Regions from separate parts of the Gossypium raimondii genome. Here region 2 is linked to region 1. A link is a contact called in public Hi-C data. All regions are on one chromosome and are shown on one strand. Each heading gives the region's core, a stretch centred on a gene start, on an enhancer-like site or on the middle of the called end of the contact. The rest is flanking DNA. Distances are from core to core; before and after follow the strand shown. Region 1 holds the start of LOC105790982 (signal peptide peptidase 1-like). Region 2 holds the start of LOC105790983 (probable alpha,alpha-trehalose-phosphate synthase [UDP-forming] 11).

The links. Hi-C and Micro-C count contacts between places; a contact is called where the count stands out from the background.
Region 2: a Hi-C map of leaf shows a contact between it and region 1, with 7 times the contacts expected there. The contact joins the promoter of LOC105790983 here to the enhancer-like site in region 1. A contact is called at or near these places in 2 of 2 Hi-C or Micro-C datasets (both in leaf).

What each region holds. Positions count from the first base shown.
Region 1 is chr8:19,791,016-19,797,435 of ASM2569854v1, forward strand. It overlaps LOC105790982 (signal peptide peptidase 1-like), which reads right to left and starts at 618. Exons shown (of 4, transcript XM_012618805.2): 1 at 159-618. Within about 2 kb of position 4,581, the one cell type or tissue checked has open chromatin away from gene starts, as enhancers often do. A contact at or near this core is called in leaf, where this site is marked.
Region 2 is chr8:19,872,972-19,879,951 of ASM2569854v1, forward strand. LOC105790983 (probable alpha,alpha-trehalose-phosphate synthase [UDP-forming] 11) reads left to right here and starts at 4,506. Exons shown (of 3, transcript XM_012618806.2): 1 at 4,506-6,840; 2 at 6,928-6,980. The coding sequence starts at 4,877.

The DNA of each region.
Region 1 (6,420 bases), core at 3,331-5,830:
TATGATTTATTTTTGGGAACAATAGATATGGTGAGATCTGGCTGTGCTGCGGCAGATAATAGAAGAATGACGGAAGAAAATCTAAATCATAAAGAAAAGAAAGCAAAATTGGAAGCAAAACAGAGAAGAAGAATGAGAGAAGAATATGAAAAGCTTACAGTGACAGAACAACCCAAAAAACAGATAAAGGCAGCCAAGTCGAACACAAAGAATACAATAATAATGGAAGAAGGAGACGCAAATATATCTTCTGCTTCAAAACATGGAAAGGTTTTGTTCAAATCTCTTTTCATGCTTCTTCTTGATGGGTTTAGACTTTAGAATTGATGTGCATCTCCATGACTTAAACTGCAGGTTGATGATGAGTGCGTAGAAAGTTTTATGGAGCAACTTAAAGCCAAAGTGGAGAGTGAAGTAGATTATTCAGACTTCCAAATCTTAAAAGAGGATTTAGGGAAGGATTTGAGAATGGTTGGGAGATTTAGTGTTCCGCTACGCCTGGCTCTTATTGCAAACAAAATCAAAGATGGGTTTGGCTTCACTTGGGAAGAAACAAAGAGTTGAATAACCTTCTGAGTTTCTTTCTTGGATGTGGGAAATTAAGGATTTTAGGGGGGAAAGTTGGGGATTTCGGGGGGAGGGGGTAGGGAATTTAAAAAAATAGCGCTATTTTTTTAAAAGTAAATTTTATTTTGTGGCGTTTTTATAAAAGCATTATTCTTATCTATTATGCGCGTTTTTACACAACGTCATGAAAAATTATTTTATTTGGAATAAAACGAGGGAATTTAAGAAAATGGCGCTATTTTTTTAAAAGTAAATTTTATTTTGTGGCGTTTTTTATAAAAACGCTATTATTTATATCTATTATGCGTTTTTACACAAACGCAGTAAAAATTATTTTATTTGGAATAAAGCGAGGAATTTAAAAAATGGTGCTATTTTTTAAAAGTAAATTTTATTTTGTATGCTTTTTATAAAAACGCTATTGCTATAAAAACGCATAAAAAATTATTTTATTTGGAATAAAACGACAACATTTTGCTATATAAAATGGCGCTATTTTTAAAATAAAATTATTTTTGTATGCTTTTTTAAAAACGCCGCTATTGCTTACCTTTTGCTATGCTAAAATATTTTATTTTGTGCATTAAAATTATTAGTTAAGTGATTTTATAAAACATTTATTATTTTTTATAAATTAAATTTTATAAAAAAATCAAGTACTCTCAAAATAAATATCGTATATTTTAATAAGAAAAAAATGATTAAATGGCTGTAATTAATTATTAAGTTAGAATTATTCAATGTAAGCAATTAATCTCTCACATATCAAGTTTCTATTAAAGATTGAGACATTAATCATGATTTTATATTATTCATTTCGATCTAATCTCCATTTTATTAGAGATATTTCTTCCTAACTAAAATATAATTATTTTGCTAGATGTTCGATATGGAATGATTTTAGTTTTTGTATTTTATTTTTATTTGCTATAATTTGGTCCTATATATCCAAAATAGATAGTTACCTATCTGTATCAATTTGTTACATATTTTTATTAATTTTTTAAATCTAATATTTAAATATATCAAATGGTTTAGATTAAATATTTTTAGTCATAAACACTTGCTAATGTTACCTTTTCCGCGTCTCTGCAGAAACGCCACTAATAAATTAAATTCTTGTAATGAAACGACACCGTTTTGAAAAATTCTAATACATATTAGCGGCGTTTTGCTATAAACGCATAAAAGCTCGCATATTTTATAATTTTTATATTCAATTATTGTATATTGCATATCAATTTTAAATTAATAATCTTTACAATTTATTATTATCTCTTTTACAATTATATAAGAACTTAATTAGTATATAAATTAAAAAAATACTAATTAATCTAAACCTTAAACCCTAACCCGACCCTGAATCTCTAAACCCTAAATCACTAACTCTTAACCCCAAACCCCTAACCACTAGCCCCTAAATATTATTTAATATATAAATTAAAACACACTAATTAATCTAAACCATAACCTGACATCAAATCCATAAACCCTAAATCCTTAACTAATCTTAATCTCTAACCCCTAACCCCTAACCCATAAACCTTAAATCACAACCCTTAAATCAGAATCCCTAATCCCATAAACATTCAGCTCTAGACTCGAGACCCAGCTAACACTTTTTGTTATCAAGGAAAAACAAGCAGCTTTTTCTTTCCGGGAGCAAATCGTCCAACTAACCCCACCGACTCTACTAGCTAAATTGAATCCCAACTTCACTTAATTATTTTCTAAAATTCAATATTTAATAAATTTTATTCGAATTTCAATATTTATAATATTTTCCTATAACCCTTTCTCAACCTAAAAAACCTAGCTAGTATTAATTTCTAGTGGGTATTAGACTAAGTAACAACCTCATTTGTCCCCTTTCATTCATTTTCAGTTCTTACTCTTGAGTAGATACTATTAGGCCATTGTTGTGTTCATGTTTGATTAACTAAATATAAGATTATTTTTGGTAGTAAAATTATCAATATATAATATTATTTATCACGATATTTTGTGTTTTATATTACTTTTTTGATTTATTTAATCGAACTATCAAAATTTATTATTCTTATAAAATTTATTCTATTTTTATTCTTTACAACACAACAATTTAAGTTTTATGATATTTTATTTTACTCATAATTTAATATATTTTTCTAGTAAAGTAGTTTAAATAAACTGTGATTGAAAATAATAACAAATAGTTAGGAGTTAGGACGACTTCTCTTTAATAGAAACATTTTGTATTAAGCAATATTATTTGTTATCATTTAAATATAAATTTGACCAATATATAATAAATACAACGAAATATCAATTTTTCAACTTAAAAAAAAAATATATAATTGAAACATTACATGAGAATATATCAAAGAATGAGATAATTGAAATGGATTTAGATTTTATTATTATTAGCGGCGCTTTTTCAAAAACGCCGCTAAAGGCCAGAGCATTAGCGGCGCTTTTTCAAAAACGCCGCTAAAGGCCCGAGCATTAGCGGCGCTTTTTCAAAAACGCCGCTAAATGCCCCAAAACTCGGAAAACGGTGTCGTTGGGCTTAGGCTTTTTGCGGCGCTTTTAAAAAACGCCGCTAATGCTTATTTTTAGCGGCGGTTTCCAAGAAGCGCCGCTAGTTCTCGACCTTTAGCGGCGTTTTAATAGAAGCGCCGCTAATGCTTATTTTTTAGTGGCGTTTTTTGTCCAAACGCCGCTATAAACGCCGCTAAAAGCCTGTTTTGGTGTAGTGAAGATTAAAATATTTTAATTTGTTGAAAAATATACTTAAATCATGGAGAGAATTTCATTTAGGGTTTACAATTGAAAATGTTGGATTTTTTTTCTGTTGGGGTTCTTACATTTTAAAGATTTTATTTATTTTTTTAATCCCACGTTAGCTTTTAAATAAAAAAACCCTTCCCAAGTCATCTGCTTATTTGGCACTCTAGGTGGAGTGCCACATGGGGAAAGTTGGCTGTTGGTTGAATGATGGAATTCGTGAAATTTGGAGTTATTACGTGGGTGAGATTGCAAAAAAAAAAAAGTTTTCATTAATAATTAATTGTTAAAATTAATGGTCAAAAGGATTGATTGAATGCAAAAAAAAAAAAAAAAAAAGAATTTAATTGATTTTTCCAAAAAAGTTATGTGCTTTTTGTACCTTAAACTAAAATATATAAAATGATGCAAATAATTGTGTTTTGTTGAACTTGTTTGCTTGACACAAAAAGGTTGTCTAATTTATTTTTCTTTTTAGATATGATTGATTATGTAGTTGAGACTACTTAAAAGATAATAAATAAATAAATAAATAAACTTAACTAAAATTCTCTAAAAAAATAATCTAGTTTTTTTAACAAAAGTAATTTTAAAACTCCATTTCGTATGAGAAATGTATCTGCGTTGACACAATGCATATAAAAAGCAATACAAATTAGGTGTTTGATTCCAAAATTGTGTGTGTATTACTTGTATGAAGCCCATTAGGCATTATTGAACGAGTAAAATAGGCTTGCAATCCAGTAAGGCTACGACGTGCTGTTAATAAATATATAAAATGATTCACGGTGGTGGGTCAAGGCAATTTGATCCAATAATGGCTCAAACCTCTCTAACCAACAAAGGTGGGCCTGGAAAAATGTGGTCTAAAAAGCTTGGGCTGCTGAGCAAGGTTTATTTATTTCTATTTTTTTTAAAAGGACAAAACTCAAAAACAAACCACTTGTTTACTTGCACATTGACAAATTAGTCTATTAATTAAATAGCTTATTAAGACTGCAAATTCACTATCATTAAATAGCTCATTAACACTCCCTTTGGAGCCACCAATTACTTTGCATTGTTAATAAGCTATTTAATTAGTAGAGTAATTTGTCAATGTGAAGTAAACAAGTGGTGTGCTTTGAGTTTTGTCCTTGTTTTAATTGTTAAGACTTTAATGTGTTTTCAGACAAAGCACTAACTGATTCACAAGAAAAAGGTGTCTAATGTCGTGTAAGATAGATAGTGTTAGGCAGTAGGGCAGGGCAGGAGTAGGCGGCGATGGATCAAGCTGCTGTGGTGACTGCAATTTGTTACTACTTTATCTGGTTGAAGTGGCGATTTTGTCCAATTTGACACAGTTTTAATTCAGAATAAAACATGAAGATCTGATAGGACGGTCCATGGGATAAATCAGCCGAATGCTGAAGTTACGTTACATGAATGTATAACTTTTTAACTCATCGGGACCACTTGAGTTTTTGCAGTTAAAAAAAAAAGGTTGAATTGATTTAACTGGTCCCTTGGGTCAGTCGAAGGAATTGGATCTTTGGGCCTTTCATTGAATGCATGCCAATATGACCAGCAATTAGAACTAGTCTAATTTTAAATAACATCCATCACTTTATATGAGAGTCCAATTCAAGTAGGCATAAGGATGGGTGTAACGCCAACATTGTTCACTATAAATTGACATCTGCATTTAGGGGAGGGAAGAGGAGGCTTTACTTTTTTCTTCCAACTTTAAATGGATGTAATTTCGGACATTGATGAGACTCCATTCAGGGTATTCGACTATCAAGCTAACTTCAAATGATTGGTGCCGAAAATAAAGTAGTTGATTCTATACCAAACCTCAAAAGAGAAAAAGTTCGTCTACTTTGCTACCTGGATGCGCCAAACATTTAAAATTCGGTCATTCCAAAGCATTTTATTCACCATAAGGGTGAAATAGAAAGAAAAATGATCTCAACTATTTTAATAGATTTATATGTATTAAACTCTCAATATTAGTTTCGGATTCAATTATCGAAATACTTGAGATATAAGAAAACAGTATTTCCTTTGTATTTTAATTTTTCATCATGTTTCCTAAGATTCAAACAATTGGTAAGAGTTTGACATTGTTCAAGCAGTAGGCAGCTTCCTAGGAAAAGACATAAAACTCAATATTTCAAACAAAATAAAAAAAAAAGATATTATGCTATATTAATAGGTGGAATTTCGACAAGTGAAATTAATAAAAAAATGCTATTGTGAGTATATTGGAAACAAAGTCTAAATAGAATTAAGAAAAGCAAAGTTGATGTGAAAGAAAGACTCATTCTCTGCACAACTCTTTGAAAACCAGCCGAAAACGTGGGCAAATGACTTAACCAACCAAAATACTATAACCTCTCTCTCTAATCCTTTTCTCATGAAAAATCTTGGGTGGGCTCAGGTCATTTTCGTACTAGATCATATATATCCTTAAAGGTTCGATTATTTTAAAAAAACTTTAGTCGCGTCTTTACATAGGAAATGCATGAGAAACAAAACAAAACAAAACCAAACCAATGACAGAAGAGCCTGTCAAACTTTCCAGCTTGTCGTCAACTGATTGGTTCCAACACTTTGACCAAAGTTACGTGAAGGATCAAAGAATCTTTGGAAACTTGGCTTCCTCTGCTTTTGTATTCAAATAAATAACGTTCAAAAAGGGTTGAGATAAGGTTGTTAGGTTAACTCATTTATCTTTTAAACACCATATAAGAATGTAATTAAATTATTAATATTGCTATTTTATTTTTAATCCCGATATATGCAAAATTATAAAATATAAGGGTAGGACATAATTTGAAAATTCAAAGAGATGCAGCTGGGGGGGAAAGGGGTCCACCACCAATTTCAAAGGTCTATCACCTTGGACTTGGCCTATTACCCACCCATTACGACTCTTTTTTTCTGTTTTCACAACTACGCGTTATTTATGCTAATTCAAAGTTTCATTAACTTTTTCCTCTGCCATGTAATTTGGATGAATTTCCCCTACAAAATAATTATTACCTTCAATGTTGAGGATATCACGTGATTTCAACCTTTGTACCATTACTACAAATTATTTAT
Region 2 (6,980 bases), core at 3,256-5,755, 82 kb after region 1:
CATATAACAAATAATAAAATGTACGATTTAAAACCAATAATAACACATATGCAATATGTACAAAAAAAAGGAAAAATAATTTAAATTGTGAATAAACAAATTAAATTAGAAAATACATTAAATTAAGAATAATAAATGCACTTAGTGTCATTTTCTTATAGCACGTTAAAAAGTTATCATGTAGGTGACAGGAAAATTCACTATTAAAAATCTAATTATAAAAATTAAATATCAAGTTGACTTGTGATACTAACATAATCAATGACATTATATATATACATGATGTGAGCGTGAGAAAACAATTTATTTAAAAACTTGGTTTTAAAATTTACTCTATAATAATTACTGATGTAATGGTAAAGAACTTATTTATAAATCCTTAAAGAAAAATAACTTATTTATAAATTGGCTTAATGGTATTATAGGTCCTCGAACTTTTTTCAAAAAAAATAATTAAGCTCCTTCAAAAAATTTTACCCAATTAATTCCCTGAACTAACAAAACTGGCCAAATAGACTTTTTGACTAATATTAATCGTTAATACTATATGGCAATACTAACGCGGTCATTAACAGATACCATGTTAGCAATCTATGGCAGTGCCACATTAACACGAAGTGGCAATGCGGGCAAAAAGTACAAAATTTAAAATTCAAAAAAATATTTGTTATATTATTTTTAAAATAATTACAAAATAAATTTAGACAAATGATTGTCTAGGTTCATTTGAATCTAAACACCAATATAACTAGATTCATTCTAGAATTATAAAAAATAAAAAATGTAGAAATTATAAAAAAATCATTGAATTTTATAAAATTATAAGAAATTAATTAAAACCATAAAATTTTATAAAAAAACATATTTTCCTCATTTTGATTAAATTATTTGATTACAAAAAAATGTTAATATTGATTTTATAATATAAGTTATTGGTATTCATTTTTGATTTGAAATATAAATAAATAATAAATTATTATTTATAAATTGCATAAAATTTTATGATTTTTAATAATTTTTATAAATGCTCATTTTTTAATTTTTTATGTTTTATAATTTTAGAATGCATCTGAATAAATGTGAGTCTAGATTCAAATGAACTTAGATAACCATTGGTCCATATTCCTTGTGTACTTATTTTAAAAATAATTTAAAAATATTTTATTTTTAAATTTTTTAGTTTTTGTTGTCATGGCAGTGCCACATTAGCATTGTCATTAAATACTAACGGTCAACATTAGTTAAATGACTTATTTGGCCAATTTTATTAGTTCAATGGCTTAATTGGGTGCAAAAAAAAAGTCACCAAAATAATAATAGTAATCATTTAAAAAATGGGTAAATTAGTATTTTTCCAATTGAGTTAAAATTCAGTTAACGTGTGACACTAACTCAATCAAAGTTTAAATAATAGTATAGATGAAAATTCCAATGATTTTAAAAAGAAATTAATGGGATAGTACCTAAAGTTGCCACCTAAAGTATACATTTTTTTTTTCACTTTGGTACTTCAATTTATTTTGGGTCCAAGTTAGTACTTAAAGTTACATTATGTTTATCGGTCCAGTACACTATCATTAAAAAAACTGATTGAAATGTGGTCAATTAAAACGTGTCATGTGGCACTTCAATCTAATTAAAAAGTGTCACGTGACATCTACATGTATTAAAAATAAAATAGATTTATAAATTCTAAGAGAATAAATAAAATTATAAAAAATTTATAAAATAAAATATAATTAAAATTTTAGAAAGTTATTGTTTGGCTTTGACCTAGTGTTGACAGATGATTAACCCATATTGATAAATGTTGATAAAGTATTGATTGATCATTGTCCATCGTTGACTTAATAGTATTTTCAAGTTTTATATTAGAATATTTTTAAAGATTTAAAATTATTTTTACTATGAGAAATTTTTTAAATTTAAAATTTAATTTTTCTAATATATTAAATTTTATATTCTTTTTAATCTTCATAATCGAACTATTATTTCAATTTTGAAATTTTATTGCAATAATTTAAAAATGTCTATTTCAAAGAAACCAAAAAGTGTAATAAAAATTTTAGAAATTGAAAAAATAGTTAAATTATGAAAATAAGAAGAATATAAAATTAGACATTAGAATTTTTAAAAGATTTTAAAATATTTTTCTCACAAAAGAAACAATATATAAATTTATTTTTTAAAAAAGTTTCTAATATAAAACTTGAAGAATACTACTACGTCAGTCAAAATAAAATGGAACTTTCTAAAATGCTAATTATATTTTTAATTTTATAAATTATCTTTAAATTTTAATTATTTTTAGAGTTTATAAATCTATTTTTATTTTAATACATTTTGATACCATGCCACGTGGCATTTTCTAATTGGGACATTTTAATCAAAATTTTAACAATAGTAGAGTAAACTGATTAACAAAATGTAACTTTAGATATCAATATAAGCAAAATAAATATCAAAATGAAAAAATGATATACTTTAAAGGGTAAATGATGTTTAGGCGGTGATAAAATTATGAAATTTTCTTTTGAAAGAAGTTATAATTGTGGTTTCAGAAAATGCAATTTATATACTATAATTGAAATAAAAAATTATTTACACAATCAAACTAATAAAAATAATTAAAATAAATGAGAAACACAATAAAATTATGGCATAATAAATTATTTGGCTTTCTAACTTTATAAAAAGTTATTTTAGCTATTTATTTAATTTTATTTTTTAATAGTTAAACTTGTGTTGTTTATCAAATTATCCTAAAATGGATGGAAAAATTAACGTCTGTTAACTTGGTTGATGCGTAATTCACGTGTATACCAAGTTAGCAATTAATTAATTTTATAAAATTTAAAAATATTAAATTTTTTATAATTTTAATATAATTAATTTTTTGAAAATTTTAAAGTTAAAAAAATTTAATAATGACGTTTACATGAATGCCATGTGAGTAAAGTTAAAATATGTTAACTTTTTCATATATTTTGAAATAATTTGACAAACAATATAAGTTAAAAAATTTTAAAAAATAAATATAATGCTAAAATAATTTTAATTAAAATACTAAATATGATTAAGCGATAAAATTATGAATATGTACATGAAAAACAATAAATTATGGATTTTGTTGGAAAGGCATAACATAACCTAATCCCATCCCATCCATTATCACTATGAAACCTTACAACAATTTTTGAAGGAAAGAAATGTCCTAGGTTGGTGAGTGACGTGGCAGCTCATAAGTGGTTGACAACACTAACTCCGAAGATACGCGAATCTGCCCCGTCATCAGTCGAAGACACGTCCGTGACTTTGGCTTCGTTTAACAACCCAAACACGCCACATTTCCACTAAAATAATTCCACCTGGCAATCTCTACCTCCCTTTAATTTATTGCACGTGAAATTTAATTAATAATAAATAAAAAAAACAACTTTGTTCAAGTGTTTTTCCCTGAACCTCGTCACGGATAATGAAAATAAAAATAAAATAAAAATAGAATATGTTTACTCCATCTATAAAAAACTAAAATAAAATATTTGAAAAAATCCAAAAGAAAAAGAGAAGTCCTTTGACAGAGAGAGAGAGTCTGATGGATAGGCGTCTAGAGTTGAAATCTTTACACGTGCCAGCGATGAGAAAATTCATGACCGAGTAAATCTGTGTAGCGATTTCGGACACGTTTCTTTCTGATTTTTTTTTTGACGTGCTACTTTTCGAAATTAATAAAAAAATCTTCCTTTCTATTTGGTTATCGCTATTTAAGAGTGTAAAATATATATAAAAAAATACATAATTGTCCCTTTTGCTCCAAAAAATCAGCACCTTGATTAATGGCAGAATGAAGGTGTTAACCTAATCCTTAATACTTCTTAATAAATGATGCATATAATACTAATGCTGTTTTAATTCTCAAATCATAAGTAACCTTTCTTTTTGTGATTTTATCAATGTATACAAATTTTGTTAGCACGCTTAAAATTAATGCAAAAGATTATTTTACTTAGTGTATTAAAATCAAATAAAAATATATTAAGTATTTTGATTTCTATATCACTGCTTTTATCATTTTTTTAAATAACCTATTTGAATAGCTTAATTAATACAACCCATAGCATAATAAAAGAAATGCTAGCTAACATTTAATGTCAATGATTAAATATTTAATCGCACCATTAGTGATTCGATAAGCACTAATCCAAAATCACATTAAAAATACGTAAATCTTAGTCTTACTTATCCCTATCTCTCATTTATTATTGCTTTTATTTTTTTTAACTTTAAAAATTTTTAAAGGCAAAGAACAAAATTATGAAGTAGTAAAATAAAAGTAACCGCGGGCGAACAGTGGATCGGACATAAAGAGTCGGTTACAGTGAGGAGAGAACCTGATGTACCCAAGTTCAGAAGATAATGGTGTAGACGCATTGAATCAGGACCGTTGGAACCATGCCTTGACGTACTCACGCACATATATAATATTTTCTCTCTTTCTCTCACTCTTTTCGTTCTTATCCTCAGCCTGCTTCTTTCCTTGCTTAAGAGCTCTTTCTCTCTCTTTTTCCTCCGTTTCTTGGGTTCCTTTATGGAATGTGTATCCATATCTTTGATTTAAATCGCTGCCAAGATTCATATTTCTTTGTAATAATGCTCTTCTGTAAATGCCTTTTAACAGAACCCTAAAGCTGCAACCTTCCCTTCTCAGAGAACGTATAGAAAGAAAACAACACCAAAGAATTAAACTCCCTTCTTCATTGATTTTTTGAATACCCCTGTATTGGTTCTTTGATTCCTTTTCTTCTTCTTCTTCTTCTTCTGTTTTCTATGTTTGTATAGAATTTCACATACGGAGTTGGGTTTCTTCGCTTGAAACATGGTTTCTAGTTGCTGCTTAGACCAATTAAATTTATTGTCTACCGATGATTTTCGAGTCATGAATCGGATCCCGCGAGTCATGAAGGTATCAGGAGTCATATCTGATTTCGGAGAAGATCAGCAAGCTATGCCACGGAAAAGGGTTATTATCGTTTCCAACCAGTTGCCTTTACGTGCGTGGAGGGACTCGGTCTCCAATGAATGGTGCTTTGAATTTGACGAGAATGATCTCCTTGCTCTGCTGAGAGACGCTTTCCCTCCTGATACAGAGGTGCGATACGTTGGGACGTTGAAAGCTGATGTAGACACAGCGGATCAAGAGGAGGTGGCTCAAGTTCTGCACGACAAGTTCAGTTGCGAAACCATATTTCTGCCCGTGGATATGCGGAACGAGTTTTATCATGGCTTTTGTAAACACTATCTATGGCCTTTGTTTCATTACATGATGCCCATGACGGGGAACGATGGGGGACGTTTCGATCGTTCACAGTGGATGGCTTACGTGTCTGCTAATAGAATATTTGCTGATAAAGTTCTGGAAGTAACGGATAGAGATGATGAAGATGAAGATCATGTTTGGGTGCATGATTATCATCTTATGGCTTTACCTACTTTCTTGAGGAGACGGTCTAATAGGGTAAAGCTTGGCTTTTTTCTACACAGTCCATTTCCTTCATCTGATATGTATAAAACTTTACCTGTTAGAGATGAAATTCTTAGAGCTTTGCTAAATTGCGATTTGATTGGCTTCCATACATTCGATTACGCTAGGCATTTCTTGTCTTCTTGTCGAAGGATTTTGGGCTTGCATTCTGAGTCCAACAGGGGTCACATTGCATTAGAATATTATGGGAGGACTGTGACTATTAAGATTTTGCCTGCTGGGATTCATATGGGGCAACTTGAATCTATGATGTCCGAGGAAAGCACCCTTAGGATGGCTAAGGAGCTGAAGCATAAGTATGAGGGGAAAATTATGATGGTTGGCGTCGATGATTTGGACTTGTTTAAGGGAATTCCTCAGAAATTTTCAGCCATGGGGGAGCTTTTGGAAACGAATCAGGAATTGAGGGGCAAAGTGGTGTTAGTACAGATTACAAACCCGGCGAGGAGTTTAGGCCGGGATGTGCAACAACTTCTGGATGAGGCCAATAGCATTGCCAAGGAGGTCAATAACAAATATGGGGAACCTGGATACCAGCCAATAGTTTTCCTCAAGGGACCTGTCACTACACAAGAGAAGCTTGCATATTATGCAGTTGCCGAGTTTTGTGTGGTGACTCCTGTAAGAGATGGGATGAATTTGGTGCCATACAAGTATACTGTTTGTAGACAGGGCTGCCCTGCTTTAGATAGGGCATTGGGGGTCGATGAAAACTCGCCTCCCAAGAATAGTGTCATCATTGTCTCTGAATTCATTGGCTGCTCACCCTCTCTAAGTGGGGCAATCCGTGTCAATCCATGGAATATTGATGAAATGGCTAATGCAATGTATAGAGCCATTGATTTGTCGGAGACGGAGAAACATTTGCGCCATGAGAAGCATTACAAGTATATTAGCTCTCATGATGTTGCTTATTGGGCTCGGAGTTTTGATCAGGACCTCGTGAGAGCTTGTAGGGATCATTATCACAAGAGGTATTGGAGAGTTGGACTTGGTTTAGCGTTTAGGCTTGTTGCTTTGGAGCCTAACTTCAGGAAGCTCCTAGGGGATACTCTCAACTCTGCCTACAAGATAACCAGTAGCCGATTGATCCTTTTGGACTACGATGGCACTATGATGCCTCCAACTTCAGTGAACAAGGGGCCTAGTCATGAGGTTATTTCGGTTTTGAATCGTTTATGCGATGACCCCAAAAACATTGTTTTCATTGTGAGCGGCAGGGACCGGGATACCCTAAGCAAGTGGTTTTCTTCATGTGAGAAATTGGGTATTGCAGCCGAGCATGGATACTTTACAAGGTAACGTTTTAAATTTGTGCTCATATGATCCAAGATATGTTGCAATTTCTGTTTCTTGATTGATAATATCTTTTCTTCCATGGGTAGGTGGACTAGGGATTCCGCATGGGAAACCTACCGCTCGGTGGACTTGAGTTGGA